2 separate regions of the Sus scrofa genome follow, and region 2 is linked to region 1. A link is a contact called in public Hi-C data. All regions are on one chromosome and are shown on one strand. The core of a region is the stretch at or near the end of the contact, and the rest is flanking DNA. Distances in the headings are between cores, read along the strand shown. Region 1 holds the start of ST3GAL5 (lactosylceramide alpha-2,3-sialyltransferase). Region 2 overlaps ST3GAL5 (lactosylceramide alpha-2,3-sialyltransferase).

Region 1 (5,211 bases), core at 1,980-4,479:
AGTGGGTTAAGGATCTGGTGTTGCCGCAAGCTGCAGTGTAGGTACAGCTCGGATCTGGCATTGCTGTGGCTGTGGTGAAGGCCAGCAGCTGCAGTTCTGATTCAACCTCTACTCTGGGAACTTCCATATACCTCAGGTGAGGCCATAATAATAATAAAAAAAAAATGACGTTCCATGAAAAAACAGACAAACAAAAAACAACCAGCTAATTTAGCTCATAACTCAAATGATCACAGGAGTGCTTCTCCTTAGGCAACCATTGCATTTTAGTTTGCACCAAAAATGTTTTATGTCCACTTTCCATTTTGTCATAGAAAATATTTAAGGTCGAGATTTTGATAAGTTAATAACATTTTTGCTGCTCTATCAAGAACATTCCCAAATGAAATTGCCTTTTTTTTTTTTTTTTCACCATGGGTTCAAGGTGGTGAAAATACTAGTATAGCTGGGCACCATTCCCTTGACTTAGCACACCATTAGCACACCTTTGCTTCTGCACCATCAGTGAGAAAGGTAAATAATGGCTTAGATTATAATGAGGTAATTTTGACTTCAGAGATTCTCTGAAATGTCCTCAGGGACACCCCCCACCCCAGGGGTCTGTGGATCATACTTTGAGAACAACTGACTTAGACCAATCAGAGCCCAGTCATAGAGCTGAGAGCGGGCAGACTTACCTAAACTGAAGGGAGCAAGGGGATGGATCTTGGGGGTAACCACGATGCATGTTATGAGAATGACCAAAGTAATAAACATAAGAAACTAAAGAATTACCAAACCTGGCTACAGTCTGGGATTCACGAATAATCCCATTCTTTTCTTTTTATCTTTTTTTCGGGCCACACCTGCAGCATATGGAAGTTCCCGGGCTAAGGGTCCAATTGTAGCCACAGCTGCCGCCCTATGCCACAGTCACAGCCATGCAAGTTCCAAGCCACATCTGTGACCCACACCATAGCTTGCGGCAATGCCAGATCCTTAACCCACTGAGCAAGGCCAGGGATCGAACCAGCATCCTCACTGACACTATGTCAAGGTTCTTAACCTGCTGAGCCACAATGGGAACTCCAGCCCCAACCTTTTGTTAGTCAATGTCCAGAGGCTTTTCTGAGACCAGCCACTCACTGATTAAAGAGATTCCAAAGGAGGCTTTGAGATCTAGTGAATCTAGTAGATTTTCATCTACTGTTTGGGGATGGCTGTCTTAGTACAGAACAGTAGCTAACAGGGGCCCTGCAGCTAGTGAAAAGGATGTTTAGGGCAGGGCTTGTATTGCTGTATAAGTGGGTCAGCCTCTCTCCGTACCAAATGTGAGTGGAGTGAATGAGGGAGTGGGGAGGTTGAGCTTAACAGTTGTCCCATTAAGACAGGCTGGGGCAGGAGGCAGTGTCAAGCTCCCTTTCTCCCTTTCTCCTACTTAACTCACACTCTTCCCAGCCCGGGTACTGCTGACTCACATGGCAGCCTTAAAGGGTGTCTGGGCCTTGCCTGCCTGAGGGCAGGCTGAAGTGCAGAGGTGCACGGATGAGGGTTCAGCCCCCAACAGGAAGACAGTGGCGGTCAGGTCTCACTATGGCTCTGTTAGTGGTAGATTAACTGCAAGGTTAACCGTTCCTGCTCTAAATAAATACCTTCAAACAAGGGCTGGCTTTATGGACAAGGAGGATCTGGGAGAAATGGGCTGGTCTCCAAGGGAGAGGAAGTGAGGTGCTCAGCATTCCCCTTGCAGCTGTCACTAACCCCACGGAGCCAGGCCGCTGCTCTGCTGGTCAGCCTTGGCCAACACACTGGATTTTGATCTCCTAGTGACAGCTTTTTCACCAGTATTTTCAAAATGCTCAAGTGTCGTCACCTTAGATAATCCAGAAACATTTTTATGACAAAATCCTTTTGGGAGGCGTGAAGGGAGAATCCTTCCACCCTTTCCTTTCCAAGATTTCCCTCCTGATCTTTTTTTCTTTCTTTCTTTTTTTCTCTTTTTAGGGCCATGCCTGTGGCATGTGTATGTCTCCAAGCTAGGGGTCAAATCAGAGCTGCTGGCCTATGCCATAGCCACAGCCACAGCAACGCGGGATCTAAGCTGCATCTGTGACAGCTCACGGCATCGCTGGATACTTAACTCACTGAGCAGGACCAGGGATTGAATCAGCATCCTCATAAACACTAGTCTAGTTTTTAACCTGCTGAACTACAAGGGAACTCCTCCCCCCTGATCTTTGTTACTCAGATAACACTTTTTTTTTTTTTTTTTAGCACCCCATCCCCGCTGAGGGACAAACACAGACATCTTCAAACCCTGTTTGGAGCTGTGCAAACTGAGTGCAAGCTGTTGCAAAAAAGAGTGATAAGACTCTCAGTTCGTAGAGACATATTTGGCTCAATGTCTAGAATCTTCTTTATCAAGCAAGGACCTAACAGGCACCACAGGCACATGACTGTGATTGCTCTGTATATGTCCAGCAACCCGAAAGAAAATTCTGAAAGCAGACCAACTTCACCGACTTTACTGGAGAGTCAACAAGTCCGATGGCACAGCAATGTCACAGGCACATTCTACACACCTGGCCGTTGAAAGAAAGAACATATCCGTCCTTTCAAGTCTTTTAAATTCCTGAACTTGGGGATTCACCAATATTCACGCTTTAAAAATTGTATGCCATTTGCTCTCCAGAATCAAGGGGGATTCCAGAGGTATGGAAATGGGCGCTCCAGGCGCAGGTTCTGATCCTGGTTCTGCCACTAATTGCCCCAGTGACTCACCTTTGCTCTTTGGGTCTCAATTACCCAGCTGTGAAACTAGTAATCTCTCGCTTTTCTGTTCTGCACATCCCCAGCCGCACTCAGGTTTCCCTGCTTGTCTCCAGGGCCCTAGAACTCCAAAGCTGCTTTGCCTGGGGGTCGGTCCTGTAGAATAAAGCACGTGACTACATAAAGCCGGTTCATTCAGCGGCTCCGCAACTACGAGTCCTCCCCTCAGTAATCTTCTAGAACCAGTCTAAATACACCTCTTCTTAGTGCCTCCACAGTCTAACCGCACAGAGATCCAAAGGGCGGTGGGTACCCGGGACCCCCCATGCCGCACACAGCTCCGCGCGTGTCCGGCTGGGGGCGCCCCCTCCCCTTTACCCGGCAGGGTGGAGGGTTGCGTGTTCTGGGAGCCGGGCCGCCCCGGGAGCACTCACGCGCTCTGATTGGTCTCTGGCGTACTCGTGACTCCGGCCCCGCCCCACGCCCCTCCTCCGCATCTGAGCCAGGGAGCTGATGGTCCTGGACTGAATGGGCGCGAGCGCGGCGTCGGGGGCGGGCGGGGGCGCGGGGCCAGGGACTGGCGGCCCGCGGGCTCCCGCTCCCTAGTATGCGGACGAAAGCGTCAGGCTGCACCGAGCGGCGTCCCCTGCAGCCGCAAACCGAGGCGGCGGAGGCGGCGGCACCTGCCGGCCGAGGTACGTGGCGCAGCCCCCTCCTTGGCGTAGCGGGGCCCGCCGGCCGGGGGCGGCGGCGGCGATCTGTCCCTGTTCCAGTGCGGCTGGGCCTGGCGGCTCCGTCCCAGCCCCCATGGGCAGCGCCCAGGACCCACTTCCCCCAAACGCGTCTCGCGGGCTGAGAGCGGTGGCCTCCCGCGGAGTGGACGGGCTGGGGGCGCCGCGGCCCGCGCAAGTGTGAACACGAAGGAGGCAGAGGGGTGAACGGCCGGGCTGTGGGGTTCGGCTGCGGTGGCGCTTTTCTCCTCTGTCTTCTGCAGCGGCTTGGGGTTTAATTCATTGCTGGAAGCTTCTGAACCTGGAAAGCCAAGTTAACTCATTTCCCCAGGACAGCATTCGGGGGCCCTCTGTGGCCAGCAGCTCCGGAAACTGACCTTTGCATCCTTCGGGAGGGTGTGAGGTGTGGTGTCTGCAGGTAGAAATTCGCCAGTGACCTTGCCTGTCACCTCCCTGCGGCCAGCCCAGCGGGAGACACGTTTTGGTGACCTTTAGTTTCTCTTGAATTGGAAGCAGCTGCCTTGACGTGAGCAGCTGCCTTCACATGTGCCTCTAGTGTGTAAGTAAGGCAGGATTTTCGGGGAAGATTTTTGGAGAGCATGTCGGAGGAGCCTGCAAATAGGAAGACGTGGGGTCCTGCCTTAACTCCACACCAGGTGACCTTGGCCAACACTTATATCCCTGTGGAACACCGTCTTCAGTCTGTACCGGTAGGCTTGGCCAAGGTCCTTTTCAGGCCCCTGGTTCCGAGGTTCTGACCACAGAATGTCTTTCCCAGTGAAGAGGATCCTGCAGAATCATTGGCTGCCATGAAAGACAAATTTTATGTCCTCATGTCTCACTTCATGTCTGTGGCCTTTGCTTAATTAGATGTCATTCATTTACAAGGGAAAATGGTTTTGCCTGCTGCCCTTCATCTGGCACCTTTGGGTTGTCTGCTCATTGGGCCAACCACAGAGCTGGGTGTTGGGGTTACAGAGAGGAAGGAGACTCCTCTCCCACCTGCGGATGTTAAACCTGAGCCCTCCTCTTGGTTTATGACTGGTAATCCTCCTCTGCGGAAGGATGCATGTCCTGAAACTGGAAGAAGAATCTGGTGTCTGCTGAGTGAAGGGGCACAGATTCAAAAACTGTCAGGATGGGTTGTGGTTTCATTCGCATAATTCTGAAAGTCTGACAGTTGAGAAGAATGGTTTACATTTCTAGTCAGAGAGCCAGGGATCACCTCAATTCCAACCAGTGCTTGGACGAGGAGAGGCTGTGAACTGGGAGAGTCCTGTGACCGAAATGCCATGAGCCTTTTCACATGTCTGTCCATTGTCTGAGTGCTGCTGTTGCTGTAAGATGAAAGGAACCTTGGTTGTGGTTATTTATTGTAATTAGCTCTGTCTTCCTCTCAGCAAGAAAAGAAATGCGGTGAGGTGGGAAGTCTTTGTGGAGGAGCGAGGGAGAGGGCTGGCAGGCATACATTTTACAAATGCACATTTATGACTCCCCATTTTGTAAATGCTTATAATTCTGGGACAAACTGCCAAATTGTTTCATATTATCAGAATAGGTTAGTATTAAATTTTCAAGCTGTATCCAAGGCAGCATGAGAAGCAGCCCTTTGTTCTCTGATATGCCTCCTGCAGTCCTCCCATGCTGTCCCCGATGGGCTCTTTGGCAGGAGTTTTTCTAGCAGGTTGGCTCTTGGGAGGTGAACGGGACAATGAAGAGGGACTGTGGGAGT
Region 2 (5,629 bases), core at 2,127-4,626, 38 kb after region 1:
GCCTAATGTTTTCTTCTAAAAGTTTTAGTTTTGGCTCTTACATTTAGGTCTTTGATCCATTTTCGAGTTGCTTTTTTGTGTATGGTGTGAGGTCAGGATCCAGCTTCATTCTTGTGCATGTGGCTCTCCTGTTTTCCCAGCACCTTTATTGAAGACTTTCCTCTGTATTTTCTGCATTCTTTTTTAAATTTATTGTATTGAAGTAGCATTAATTGACTGTGTTGTGTTAATTTCTACCGTATAACAAAGTGATTCAGTTATACATGTAGTACATTCTTTGTCATATTCTTTGACATTATGGTTTATCACAGGATATTCAGTATAGTTCCCTGGCTTATACAGTAGGACCTTGTAGTTTATCCCATCTATATGGAATAGTTTGTGTTTGCTGCATTCTTTCCTCTTTCCCTGGAGCCCTTCCTTTGCCTCTCTTTTATTCATCTTTTATATCCAATCTCAGCTTAGGTGTTACTTTTTCTAAGATCCTTCTCTGATCATCCTCTCTGTCTTCTAGAAACTTCTTCATACTTCAGTTCTAGCAATTACCACTATGACTTTTTTTTTTTTTTTTTTTTTTTTTTTTGTCTTTTTGCCATTTCTCAGGCCGCTCCTGTGGTATATGGAGGTTCCCAGACTAGGGGTCGAATAGGAGCTGTAGTCGCCAGCCTGCACCAGAGCCACAGCAATTCGGGATCCGAGCTGCGTCTGCGACCCACACCACAGCTCATGGCAAAGCCAGATCCTTAAGCCACTGAGCAAGGCCAGGTATCAAACCAGCAACCTCAAGGTTCCTAGTCAGATTTGTTAACCACTGAGCCACGATGGGAACTCACCACTGTGATATTTTAACTATGTTTTGTCTTCCCTACTTGTCCTCCAGGCAAACCCTTGGGAGGAAGGGATTGTGTGATAACATGGTACATGGATGAATATGTACTTATACAGATTATGCTCCAGAGGGAGGAGAGAGATTACTTGAACCACAGTGTCTCATCTTTGAATTCCCGATTGTACCAAAAAAACACACAGTTAAATGGTAACAGGCAATTCTTTTGAGGACTTTCAGTAATATACATTAAGATAATATCCCTTTGAATGTAAATCAGCACAACCACTATGGAAAACAGTATGGAGGTTCCTTAGAAAACTAAAAATAGAACTACTTATGATCTAGAAATCCCATTCCTGAGCATATATCTGGACAAAACTATAATTCAAAAAGATACATGTGCCTGCGTGTTCATAGCAGCACTATTCACAGTAGCCAAGACGTGGAAACAATCTAAACATCCATTGACAGATGAATGGATTAAGAAGATGTGGTCCATATATGCAATGGAATACTTCTCAGCCATAAAAAAGAACAAAGTAATATCATTTGCAGCAACATGAATGCAACTAGAGGTTCTCATACTAAGTAAAGTAAGTCAGAAAGAGAAAGACAAATACCATATGATATCACTTATATGTGGAATCTAAAATATGGCACAAATAAACCCAGATACCAAACAGAAACAGACTCACAGACATAGAGAACAGATTTATGGTTGCCAAGGGGGAGGAGGGAGGGAGGGAGTGGAGTAGACTGGGAGACGGGGTTAGTGATGCAAATTGTTACACTGAGAATGGATAAGCAATGAGGCCCTACTGTACAGCACAGGAAACCATATCAGGTCTCCTGGAATAGACCATGGTGAAAAATAATATAAAAAAGAATACATATGTATGTATGACTGAGTCACTTTGTTGTACAGCAGAAATTGGCACAACATTGTAAATCAACTATACTTTAATTAAAAAAATAAAACTTTTTAAAAAGTTTAATATCCTTTTGAGGAATAGGACAGATACCTCCTGTGCAACTCTTTATATCCCCCAGGCAACAGACAGAACAAGAGTTCTCCTTTCTCTTCCCCCCTAAACTGTGGAACATGAGTTCCCCCTTTAGGTTGGTGGGGCCAATTTTAAACCTAAGTTCGCTGCTGGACCAGTTACAGCTTCTCGTGGGTTCCAGTGCCCTGCCCTGACTAGCTCCAGTAAGGATTCCTGACTCATCCCTGAGTCCCTGACCGGGGACTGGGAGAACCTGAGGGACCAGGTCAGCCTACCAACCCCCACTGCATGTGTGGAGAAGGGGTCATGGCTGCCCGAGCGACATTGTGGTTCTGGAAGAAGGAGGAGCAAGAAACGGAGACCCAGGAGGCAGCCTCGGTGACCCCCACGTCAACCCAGTTCTGAAAGATTTCCAGTGAGAAAGTCCCCTGCAGGGAGTTCCCCGGTGGCTCAGCAGCTTGAGGATCCAGCAGTGCAAGTTCAATCCCTGGCCCAGGAACTTCCACATGCCATGGTCGAGGTTGAAAAAAGAAAAAAGTCCCCTGGCATGAAGGAGGATTGGTGGGAGGCACAGTTGCATGAATCAAACACGTTTGTACAAGGGTTGGTCTGGAAATTAATAAGGAGAAGGTGAAAGCCTGCTCTATCGATAGTGGAATTAGGGGTTTCTTCTATTCTGTTATTTGAGACTTTTTTTTAAATGTAGGTTTGGAGTTCCCTTTATAGCTCAGTGGGTTAAGAACCTGACTGATATCCATGAGGATGCAGGTTTGATCTTTGGCCTCGCTCAGTGGGTGAACTGAGCTTGTTGCCACAAGCTCTAGCGTAGATTGCACATGTAGCTCAGATCTGGTGTTGCTGTGATGTAAGCCGGCAGCTACAGCTCCAGTTTGACCCCTAGCCCTGGAACTTCCATATGCTGCAAGTGTGGCCCTAAAAAGCAAATATAAATAATAAATAAATAAAATAAAGTAAGCAGAGTAGAAGTTCCTGTTGTGGCTCATCGGTAATGAACCCAACCAGTGTCCATGAGGACCCAGGTTCCGTCCCTGGCCCTGCTCAGTGGGTTAAAGACCTGACGTTGCTGTGAGCTGTGGTGTAGGTCGCAGACGCAGCTCAGATCTGACCCCTAGCCTGGGAACTTCCATGTGCTGTGGATGCGGCACTAAAAATATTTTAAAAATAAATAAAATAAGCAGAGCAGAGCTGGGCTGAGTTATTACATCAGTCCCAGCATTCATGCTCCCACACGGGTTCCTTCCTCTCCTGGGTGCTGCCCCTGCTCTTCTCCAATCATCTTGGAACATCACAGAGGTGAGGAAACTGAATCTTTGACTGCAGGTTGATGCTTTAACCCAGGTGACGCTCCTGATAAAGAGATCCGGAACTGGGGGGGGGGTGTTTAGATCAGATGGTCTGATTGTTTTCTTCCTAACCACGGGGTGTGATAAAATATGCATCCCATGACTTACTGCCTGTAAGCGTCCAGTTGGAGGAGTGTTAGTAGTTGTGAGCACTTACACCACCTTTGCCACAATCCCACTTGAATGTTTCATCACACGAGTTAGTTCCCTCTCACCCCTTCCGCGGTCAATCCCTGCCCTCAACCATCAGCCCCAGGCAACCACGGACTGATTGAGATTGTTCTGTGCTGTTCTTATACCTGCAACTTGGTTCTTCAGATTTCTCTGCTGTTAACCAGGCAAAAGTTGTAGACAGCTAACTTTCAAGGGAGTTAAACACGGCGGTAGCCAGTACCACAGTTTACAGATGTGGAAATGAAAGTTTCATAACGTAACCTATACCCTGAGTTCATGTGGTCTGAGGCTGATTGGCCTCCTGCCCAGGTCAGGTCAGCTCCAGACCCTGGACTCTCCTTCAACCCAAATACTGTACCCTGGCCTGAATTATTTATATATTTATTTATTTATTTATTTATTTATTTATTTATTTTCAGGGCCGCACCTGTGGCCTATGGAGTTTCCCAGACTAGGGGTTGAAATCAGAACTATAGCTGCCAGCCTACGCTACAGCCACAGCAATGCAGGATCTGAGCCACGTCTGCAAGCTACACCACAGCTGATGGCAACGCCAGATCCTTAACCCACTGAGTGAGGCCAAGAATCGAACCTGCATCCTCATGGATGCTAGTCAGATTTCGTTTCCACTGAGCCACAACAGGAACTCCATGAATTTAAATCAATCAATAAAAGAGAGCATTGCCTTTTACTTAGCATCATGCCATTTAACCTATATTTCTGAGAGGGATTGTTCTAAAACTTATGAGGTAGAGAAGAAAATGGAGATTTTTATGGAGGCAAATTCATTGTTTGAAACCCCTCAACAGATTCTCACATCATGGTTTTTCCCAGCAGACTGCCTTATCATTGACAGTTGGAAGTGCCCAATGCCTGTTTATTCTCAATTGTGGGCAGCCAGCAAGCTCAACCTGGAAGACTTTCAAAAAGTGAAGCTCTCGTGTCCATGCCTCAATTTGAGAGAAGAGGGAGTTCCTGTATCTTTTTTTTTTTTTTTAACCTTTTTAGGGCCACACCCATGGCATATGGAAGTTCCCAGGCTAGGGGTCAAATTGAAGCTGCAGCTTCCGGCCCACACCATAGCTATAGCAACACCAGATCCTTTCTGGTGCCACACCTGTGACCTATTGAGGCAACACTGGATCCTTAACCCACTGAGCAAGGCCAGGGAGTGAACCTGCATCCTCATGGATACTAGTCAGATTTGTTTCTGCTGAGCCATGACGGGAACTCCCCTCTATGTCAGCTTCTTAACCCACTGAGCCACAACGGGAATTCTGGAATGTCCATCTATAGCGAAGAAAAGAACTTTGTTCATCCCTCAGGCCTGGGGTCTGAGGACAAGTGTGTCTAGATGTGTGATCCCCCTCTCGCCCTGCCCTCACAATTGGGCCTTAAGTGCCTCTGGGTGCAGAGTGTCACTGGCTTGGAGGCCCAGTCAGGGGGAACCCTCCATTCTGGGGCTGCTCTGGGTCACGACCAGTTCCTCGCTTGGCTTTCCTGCCAATCCCTCACAGAGATGCCAGTTGAAGCCCTTGGTCTCAGCGGTGGTTTTGGTCAGCGGCTCTCTGTGGGCAGAGGCTGGGCTTGTGGGACTTGGTGAGGTAGTAGGACCAGGTGAGCCTGCCAGCTCAGCCCTCTTCCTGGGTGTGCCACTGGAGCCCACGAAGTGAGGACACTCAGGACCATCTTGCAAGGTGCCCTTGGTGTCACATGGTGACCTGAGACAGTGACCATGTGTAGTGCCCACAGCATCATCTGAAGCTCAAAGACTGTTCCTTCCCACCTTCAGACACAGAGGCAGATCCTTACACGTAGACAGTGTAACTCTCCCCCATACTAACAACTTTTTCAAGCTATAATTTACAAAAAAGGGAGGGGCTTCTGCTATTGCCAGGTAAGTATTGTTTCTATAGAAATTTTCTTTTTTAATATTTTATTATTTATGTATTTATTTTTGTTTTTTGTCTTTTTCTTAGGGCTATACCCGTGGCACGTGGAGGTTCCCAGGCTAGGGGTCTAATTGGAGCCATAGTTGCTGGCCTACACCACAGCCACAGCAATGCCAGATCTGAGCTGCATCTGCGACCTACATCACAGCTCACGGCAATGCCGGATCCGTAACCCACTGAGCAAGGGCGATCGAACCTGCCACCTCATGGTTCCTAGTCAGATTCCTTTCCGCTGCGCCACAACAGAAACTCCAGCAATTTTATTATATAGAAATCAGTCAAGACTTTGAAGAAAAACATAGTGGA

The links. A called contact is a pair of places that touch in the nucleus more often than the background predicts.
Region 2: a contact with region 1 is called in a Hi-C map of liver, with 2.0 times the contacts expected there. The contact joins the enhancer-like site here to the promoter of ST3GAL5 in region 1. A contact is called at or near these places in 1 of 5 promoter capture datasets (liver), 13 of 47 Hi-C or Micro-C datasets (alveolar macrophages, embryonic fibroblasts, fetal heart ventricle and 8 more) and 1 of 2 datasets of contacts at active chromatin or transcription factors (skeletal muscle).

Annotation. Positions count from the first base shown.
Region 1 is chr3:58,859,755-58,864,965 of Sscrofa11.1, forward strand. ST3GAL5 (lactosylceramide alpha-2,3-sialyltransferase) reads left to right here and starts at 3,230. Exons shown (of 7, transcript XM_021087293.1): 1 at 3,230-3,443. The coding sequence starts at 3,356.
Region 2 is chr3:58,897,800-58,903,428 of Sscrofa11.1, forward strand. All of the region lies in intron 3 of ST3GAL5 (lactosylceramide alpha-2,3-sialyltransferase), which reads left to right. Among named protein-coding and RNA genes, the nearest start is that of ST3GAL5, 38 kb to the left of the region's middle. Within about 2 kb of position 3,377, at least 6 of the 83 cell types and tissues checked have an H3K27ac peak or open chromatin away from gene starts, as enhancers often do. A contact at or near this core is called in alveolar macrophages, fetal liver, liver and 1 more, where this site is marked.